2 separate regions of the Capsicum annuum genome follow, and region 2 is linked to region 1. The links are chromatin contacts, called in public Hi-C maps. All regions are on one chromosome and are shown on one strand. Each heading gives the region's core, a stretch centred on a gene start, on an enhancer-like site or on the middle of the called end of the contact. The rest is flanking DNA. Distances are from core to core; before and after follow the strand shown.

Region 1 (4,525 bases), core at 853-3,352:
TTAAGCTTTTCAATATGTGCACCATACTCATCCATTTAGCAGCTATTCCTCAACTGCTAGGCATAAACCTTCATCCCGTGAATCCTCCATCAGTAGCCTCAACGTTGAATAAATGCCTATGTCCTTACTGCCACAACTAAGAGTTCGGTTTGCTTGGAACATGATTACACAATTGCATACACTAATCCAACTGTAACTATCTACTTCCTTTTTTATCCTCTCTTTCATCTCCTTCCTGACCCGAACAAGGCTCTCCCATCTTCCCCTGGACTCGTATACTTGCGCTAGCACCAAATAAGGCAAAGATGATTCTGGTGCTAACTCCATTATCTTCCCTGCAACCTTTTCAGTTTCTTTTAAGTATCCATAAATATCACAAGCAAGAAGTATCGATTCCCATATTTCGCTGTTGGGCTCATGAGGCATATTTTGTAATATATCTCCAGCTTCTTCAAGTTTACCAGCTCTGGTCATCATGCCCACAACACAAGTGTAGTGCTCAATGCCAGGTCTAACTCCAAATTGCTCTTCCATTGAAGAAAATATAGCTATACCTTCATCGACAAAACCACCATAGCTGCAAGCTAACAGAACAGTGGTCAATGTTATTTGATCAGGTTGACCACCGACTTCAAGTAGTTCATAATAAAGACTGAGTGCTTTGGTAGGTTCACCATTGATAGCCAGCCCAAAGATCATGGCATTCCAAGATATCAAATCTCTTGTTAGTAGCCCGTTGAAAATATTAGAGGCAGAATCAATTAATCCGTACTTACAGTACATGTCTACAAGTGAAGTGGAAACAACAGGATCTGATACAAACCCCAACTTGATTACCAAAGAATGGGCTTGAATCCCCAGGTCCACAGGGAAGGTTGTGGAACAGCTAAGAATGCAGCTGAGTGTAAACTCAGTAGGTCTAACATTCTCCCTCAAAGTTAGGACGAATAAACGTAAGGCGCCTTCTTCTAAACTGTTCTGTGCATAGCTCGAAATCATCGAATTGCACAGAGCTGTATCCCAAATATCTGAATCCCTGAATAAGCGAGCTGAATCCTCAATTCTGTGGCAGTTAGAAAACAAGTCAATTGCTGCACTTGAAACAATCGTGTTGCACAAAACCCCCATCTTTATGCAAAGACATAAGATTTGCTTGCCCTTCTCCAAACTGCACAAGTTAGAACAGCCAATAAGCACTGATGACATAGTGAACTCATCCGGTGAATATTCACAAGCTCTCATCAAAGAGAAATTAGACAGAGCTGTATCTTCATACCCTGATTTACAACAGCTCGAAATCAACGAGTTCCATGAAATAACATCCACCGTCTCCATCGCTAAAAATACACCAGTAGCATAGTCCAATAACCCAAGCTTTCCATAAAAATCAATCAGCGTATTCCCAACCACCACATTACCCAAATCCACACCATTCCTCAGCATGTTTCCATGTATTTCCTTGCCATGGAAAGCAAACTCTACATACGAAATCAATATCGAGAAAGTATATCCACTAGGCCTAATACCATACTTTTGCATTTCCAAGAAAACACCCAAAGCATTCTCAAACAACCCATCTGAAGCATACCCCGAAATCATCGAATTCCAACTCACAACATCTCTCTCAGGCATTTCATCAAACAATTGACGTGCATTTTCCACATCACCAAATTTCACGAAGACTTTCAAACACATGTTCCATGACACAACATTCTTGATGGGTGTTTCATCAAACACTTTTAAAGCATCAACTTTTTCTCCAACTTTGCTGTACATATCAAGACAACAATTACCCAGAAAAGTATTCTTGTTGAAACCAAGTTTTATCAATTTCCCATGAAGTATTTGCAGAGAAGTGAATGAGAGGGACTGGGTTATGAGGCGAGAATAAAACGAAAGTGAATGTGTGTGGTATCTGTAAACTCTTTGTACAAATTGGTACATACAAACAAGTAGAAAAAGCTAATGCAAAAATGACAATGCCCAGAAATCCCGTTCACTGTAGATTTGAATATTTAGTAAGCCGTTACTTGGTAGTGTAACGGCCCAGGTGGGTGCCGGTATTGCTTCCGTATTTTTGAAGTTGGAATTCAATAATTTAGTAATGGGTATTTCAGATTACATATCATATTTTAAAATATGGTTCGATAATTGATCAATTAAATTTTGATTGATATGATATTTGATAATGCCATATTAAAGTTGGAGTTTTGCAAACTATGTTTAAACTTCAGAAAATATATTTAATAAAATTATCAACGTCCAAAAGATTCTTTGAAATGATTAATATTATTGTCTATAGGTTTGTTAGACATATGTATATATGCAAGCTATGTTTACACTTCAGAAAAAGTATATTTAATAGAAATCTTATTTAATATTTTTTTATGCTTTTTATGAATACATTATTGAGGTTCAAGAGATTCTTTGGAATGACTAATACTATAATTTATTGGGTTAGTTACACATATCGCGCGAGTGTATACATACATACACACACACACACACACACACACACACATATATATATATATATATATATATATATATAATAATAATTTAATATACGGTAAATACGGAATATCAAACGATATTAATATTTTGTACCAAATCCAATCATGAATATCGAAATATTAAAATTTTTACTCAAAAATTTCTTACCAAATACCAAATTACCAAATACCAAATACCAATTACCAATTACCAATTTTTTCTATTCGATTCAGTAATTCAATTTGATATTTTATGCTCAGCCCTACATACAACTATAAAATCATCATATGCTACGTGCGCTTTTGTCCATCGAAATTTTTTCCCTTTTATAGAAATTTTCTTTTATTTTATTTCAAACACACTCTAACGGTCTGGTTGGCAGGGAAAGAGTTATCCAAGATAATTAATTTCACAATTAATTATACATGATAAATAATTTATTATATCACTATAGTATAATTGATGAAATAGATAATTCTGGTACTAACACACACCTCTAATCAAATATAGGATAAAATAATCATTTATGCCTCATCACACCAAACGCCCCTAAGTTGGTGTTTGGACATAAAAATTTCAAATACAACTTGAAGTTGCATATGAAATTTTTTTACTATTTTTTTCACTCCACTCCTTTTACAAAAATTTAAAAACAACTCCAATTTATATTCATAGCCAACGATAATAACTTCAACTCCAACTCCAATTTTTTTAATTTCCATAACCAAACGACTACTACATATATGAAAGTTTTATTTTAAAATGTAAATTGAATTTTTCTTAAGTTGTATTTCTCATAAATATGAAAATCTCCCAAAGTTGTGATAAATATTAAGTGGGTGACCACCAAAGGATTTGGTGCAGCGATAGGACTGCTCCTCCCTTAACTAGAGGTTTTGGGTTTGAGCCCTGGATATGGAAAAAATCCTTGGTAGGGAGCGCTTTCCCCCGAATGGGGCCTTACGTGGCGCGAATTCGAATTAGTCGGACTCCAATGTGGGTACCGAACACCGAATGGGAAACCAAAATAAAATTAAATTAAGTGGGTGTTTGACCATGTACACAAAAAAGTGTTTGACCATATATATATATATATATATATACGGGACAAAGCCCGCCATGTGGCACTCCACAATGATTTAGAATTGGCATTATTTTTTTTTTTTTCATATTTTTCTTATTTTATTTTATTATTTAAAAGTAACTCATGCTTTCCACAATGTAAATAGGAACTCTTCGCTGACCAAAGTAACACCGCAACACAATGAGAATACCTTCCTATCGCTATGTAATACCCCGATCGTTCCTTAAACCTAAATTCGTCTCCCGAGTAAATATAGGGGACTTCCAAAGTGGTTGATATTTAAATCATGTTGTATTTCCCTAATTTCTACTTTTTATCATGTGGAGAATTGAATAAGCTTTCCATCGATACCAAATTCGCCCAAATCTGACACTCGGGTGAGGAGTTAGAGCCATTTTAGTGAGACAGTGTGCCAACTGGCACTTCAGCGCGTCGCGGAGCCAGCCAAAATGGCAATTGTCATTTTCCAGTGAGCCTTTGCGATTTCACCACATCGCGCCAAGGCTCAATTTCAGGGTTGTCAAATTCCAGTGCACCAACGCGATTCCTTCGCGTCGCAGTGCCTTTCCAGGTCACGACCAAGGTTTCAAAAGTAACTTCACCGCGTCGTTCCACTGTGCAATTTCCCAATTGTCAAAATCTAGTAAAGGTCCGCGATTGTGGTGCGTCGCGCCAGGACCAAAAATCGGGATCCAGTTGTAGAATTTGCTCAAGGGTATTTTGGTCTTTCCACCCGTCCTTACCCACTATATATATACAAATAGAGGAGAAAATCCTCATTTTCCTCTTCCATTCCATCCAAAAAAAGGCTAGGGTTTCTCTCTTTCATTTTCAAATCCAAATCTTCTCTAAGAAATTTAAGAAATCTTCCATATATTTTACTGAGTTGTTTAAGAATCGAGTTCTCCGAGTCAAAGGCATCAAGAAATTTAGCTCAAGGGTGCGAGA
Region 2 (4,525 bases), core at 728-3,227, 230 kb after region 1:
TGACACCAAGTTCTTTCGAATATCAGGAACATGCAATATGTTCATTAATGTAACTATCTTTTCGGAAGTAAGCTTCAATTCCACAGTTCCTTTTCCCACAACTTTAGTAGAGGAGGAGTTTCCCATATATACAATTTTACCGTCCCCCACTAATTCATAAGTCTTGAAAGAATTTCGGTTACCTGATATGTGACGAGTTGCGCCGATATCTATCCACCATTCCACTTGATCTTTCGCTACAAATGTTTCTATGACCATTGCCACAAGATCAACTTTTTTATTTTTATTTATTTTTTTCTTTCTTCTTTTCGGTTTTGAGAATTCTACAATCACGCGCATAGTGACCAACTTTGTGACAATGATAGCATTTATCAGATTTAAAATTGTCACCATTACGCTTGAAATTTGTAGTCTTCTTTGCCTTTGAAAAATTCTTATTTTCTGGTTCCTTCTTGTTTGATTTTTCTTCAACCATATGAGCTTTCATGACAGGTTCCTTCAAACTATTATTATCGCGCCATCATGTCTCTTGTTCAATTTGCAAGTGTTGCAACAATTATTCAAGAGTCAAATCTTTCTTTTTGTATAAGAATTTGCTTCGGTACTTTTTTCAAGATGGAGGAAGTTTTGATACAATAGCACCAACATGAAAATTTTCATCAAAAGCAATTTCAGATATAACAATTTTATTAGATGTAAGTTGGAATTCTTGTACTTGTTCAGTGATTGACTTGTCATCAACCATTTTGAACTCCATATGATTTGAAACGAGAAATTTCTTAGAACTCGCCTCTTCTGCTAAATAAATAGCTTGATGAGTGTCCCATATCTCTTTAGCATATTTCCATTTAACATAATATTGATCATTATATTTGTTGGACATTCCTTCAAGAATATTATTCTTGCACAAATAATCATCACATTGCCATTTGGCAATTTGTTCTTTAATCAAAGTAGCCTCGTCAGATGCTACCTCAGAACCAGGAGCATTAGGACAAGGTTCTTCAAGAACATATGCTAACTTTAATCGTCTTAAAAAGAATTCTATCTTTCCAAGCCATCTAGGAAAGTCTTTGCCATCAAATATTTCAAAATTAGGATTAGGCAAAAATAGAATACTATTTGATATTGATGTAGAAGCCATAGAGACAACTATCTTCAAATTGTTAGAACAATAATGATAATTGTACAAGAAATTCAAAATAAAACTTGCTTGGCTTAGAGGCACGATAATACGCTTCTCGAAGATAGTTGGAGTCTCTCCCACGAGCAAACGGAAGAACAAGTGAAGTGACAACTCTATCTTCGGGATTCAACTAAGCCACAAAATAAGTAGCATTCAAGAATGTTGCTCTTCTATTCTTGAATTGGTGATTTCACCATTTGATCAATGTCTCTCAAGTGTTTTTCAAGGGGAAAGTAGTTTTGAGAGCTTGACTTTTCAAACTAAAGAAAATAATATTTATAGGATGAAAGTTTCATGCATGAGAAGTATATTAATTAAGTAATAGTTAATAGGTTCATGTATGTTTTAAAACAAAAAATGTCATTCTTTCAAGAACCTATAACGTAAAACTTAATGAATAATGAATTTGTCAAATACATTTCCTTTGTAACTCAAAACTTATGAATAATGAATTTGTCAAATTCATTTCCTTTGTAACTCAAAACTTTAAGTGATGCATTTGTTTCAAAACTAATTGAAACATAACTCTTAAAAATCTTTAACCGATGTATTTGTTTCAAAATTTATTGAAACATAAAATCAACACATACTCCTTTTTGGTTATCAGATCCAGCAGTAGAAGGGCAATACATGTAAACATCAGATTTCATGCAACCATGCCAAGAGATCTGCAAGTCGAGTTGCCACTTTTATACGGTCTCCCACCCAAATTCATCGGCAGAAGCACATCATACAAGAACAAGGTAAATTTTGTCATAGACAGCTGCAAGCCTCTTCTCACAACAGAATGTACACAATTTTGCCAATTTTTTCTGTATTTGGTTTTTCATCTGTGAATAACTTGATCTCATCATAAAATTTAGGTAGACGTTCAGCATGGCCATCTCTGTAGGGACGGAGAACATCAAATGTCGTTACAATCATCGGCTGATCCTCTAGCATTTCGAGATGGATGCTCTCAGGAAAGTTCGTAGGGTCACGCCAGTTAGGAGAGTCTTTCAGGTTGAAATTCTGAATGATAATTGTTATTCATCAATTTTGCAGTAATAGCTAACAACTCGTAAATGAGAAAGATATGTATGATAACAAACTTTGTCTTCCAATTTGGCTGTCCTAAACTATGAAATATCCAAAGTATAATGTTTCATTATAAACGGGCTAGTGCTTAAATTAACAAAACAAAATTTTAAGATCTTCACTTTCACCTATAGTAGATTTGTAATTCCAGGATGCCCTTGTATTTGCTATTGTTTACCTTCCGAATTGACCTAGAACTAGACTTACTCTGATCAGCCAGCCTTGTTCTACTTCTTGCAGCCTGCAGGACTACGATGAGCTTGTATGTGGTCCTCCTGTAGTCAGCTCAACCCAATCCAGTATCATATTTTCACCCATCTGTCTTGGGTAGTCGTGTTAGCTGGCTCAATGGCAGCAACTGGAGTCCAATCCACATAGAATGGCTCTTTCACATACTTAACTTACATCATATCTTAATTAAGAACCAGTCTCTTCGCCCATGATCACACTAGACTAGTTCTACCATGCTCAAGTGAAAAGCCTGATGTGCAGTTTCTCTGAAGCAACCTTGTCAGAATATTAGATCCACTTTCTCCAGGGGATTGACCTCAAATCTGTTGTTTGATTGAATAGATTTCCTTTCTTCACTGGTCAAAGTCAGCTTCTGTCCAGACGGTTACCCTATTGGAGGTGAGAAAAGAAGATTAAGCTAGTAAGATAACTTGGTTTACATCTGCCATGTGAAGAAAGACTTACTGAGTAGGTAATAAGCTAATGTCACAGTAAAGCTGGAAGTACTCCAAAACTCTGTTCTTATATCCTTACCCAACTGTCCTGAGCCAGGGGTCTAGCGGAAACAACACTCTACTTCATCTGAGGCAGTGGTGTGGACTGCGTGCACTTTACCCTCCCCAGACTCCACTTTGTGGCTGGGTATGTTGTTGTTGTTGATCCTTACCCAACTTTAAATTCTCTTGTAAAGTTGTTCTTAGAAATATATCCATGTTATCCAGGTCCAATAAACAAGCCTGGCGAAAGAATAAAACTAATAGCAGTTATTTAGCAACACGTAGCTGCTGAAAACAATTTCTTTCCATAGGTGTTGTGGACATAACTATAAGCTATCTAAGTTACTCAACTAGACTTCAAAAGAGATTACCTGCTTTAACTCTGAGATTAAGAAAAGTAGTATGAATGCAATTTTTGAAGTAAATCAAGTATTTCTGCAATGTGGCAGCAAGATGGTGCCTAGTAATACTTAAGATCCTTTCTCAAACATCATTATTGTAGAATTCTTGCACGCTGAAATGAATTTTGTAAGGTAAAATTGACCTTTTATGAGAAATGAACATGCAGTGGAGAAACATACTATTGTTGTCCCTCTCTGTTGATTTATATAGAATTTGTGTTTCACTTGTAATAATAGTACTAATGTAGGAGACTTTAAGTTGGCAATTACTGTTTTAGTGCTTGTAATAACGGGAGATTAGAGTCAAATTGGGTGGGTTGCGCTATGACCTATAACTTGATGCAACTTGACCAGGGTCAACTTGATCCAAGCGAAATTTGGATGAGTCGAGTGATGATCAATTTACTTAATCAATGTAACCTGACAGAGTTTGACTCAACCTACACTCTGTGATTTTACAGTCCTAGAACTCAAGAGATCCCTTTGATATAATCTTGACTAAAAAAGGTTAATCCCTGACCCATGAATTGCGAAATGAAGAGCACATTACAAAATGTGCATTTTCAAGCCATAATCGGGATAATGCATGTGAAAGTGTGAGTTGACTTCAAGAAGCATTTACTCTAAACATTTCAGTAAAATCTTTCAGGTAAAGGTGAAACTAGTAGCCGAGCACAGGGAAAACCGTTTATTAAAAAAAAGTGATTTCATAAATAAGCATGTATAAAATTTCATAGGTACAACATCATATGCGATCACAAAGAAGCAAACACATTTTCTTCCTCCCAAATTACCCTGAAGCATTAGAAAAGAGGAAGAAATAATACACGAGAAGAAAGGTTTAACTTGTATAATGCAAGGGGAGGACACTTATACACCTAAATCAAAATAATAACACTTCTACCCATCCCTTCTATTATTATAATGAACAATAATATAAGAGGAGTTCAATGCTTCAAGCGTGTTACTAGGAAAGCATCCCATGCTACACCATTCATAGGCAAATGCCAGATCCCAGAAGAAAGTCTTTAAAACTTCCAATTTTCTGTATCAAGTATGCAATACGCAAATGCGCAAGACAAAATGAGTGTTGTAGCATGCATACCAGGAAAAGAAAGATCAGCTCCCAATTA

What was found. A called contact is a pair of places that touch in the nucleus more often than the background predicts.
Region 2: a contact with region 1 is called in a Hi-C map of leaf, with 2.6 times the contacts expected there. The contact joins the enhancer-like site here to the promoter of LOC107867756 in region 1. A contact is called at or near these places in 2 of 5 Hi-C or Micro-C datasets (leaf and placenta).

What each region holds. Positions count from the first base shown.
Region 1 is chr4:166,052,935-166,057,459 of UCD10Xv1.1, forward strand. It overlaps LOC107867756 (pentatricopeptide repeat-containing protein At1g43980, mitochondrial), which reads right to left and starts at 2,103. Exons shown (of 5, transcript XM_047410846.1): 1 at 1-2,103. The coding sequence starts at 1,944. The coding sequence ends at 43.
Region 2 is chr4:166,285,629-166,290,153 of UCD10Xv1.1, forward strand. LOC107867755 (pentatricopeptide repeat-containing protein At3g26540) reads right to left here. Exons shown (of 2, transcript XM_016714149.2): 1 at 4,498-4,525; 2 at 2,250-2,884. Among protein-coding and RNA genes, the nearest start is that of LOC107867755, 4.9 kb to the right of the region's middle. Within about 2 kb of position 1,978, at least 1 of the 5 cell types and tissues checked has an H3K27ac peak or open chromatin away from gene starts, as enhancers often do. A contact at or near this core is called in leaf, where this site is marked.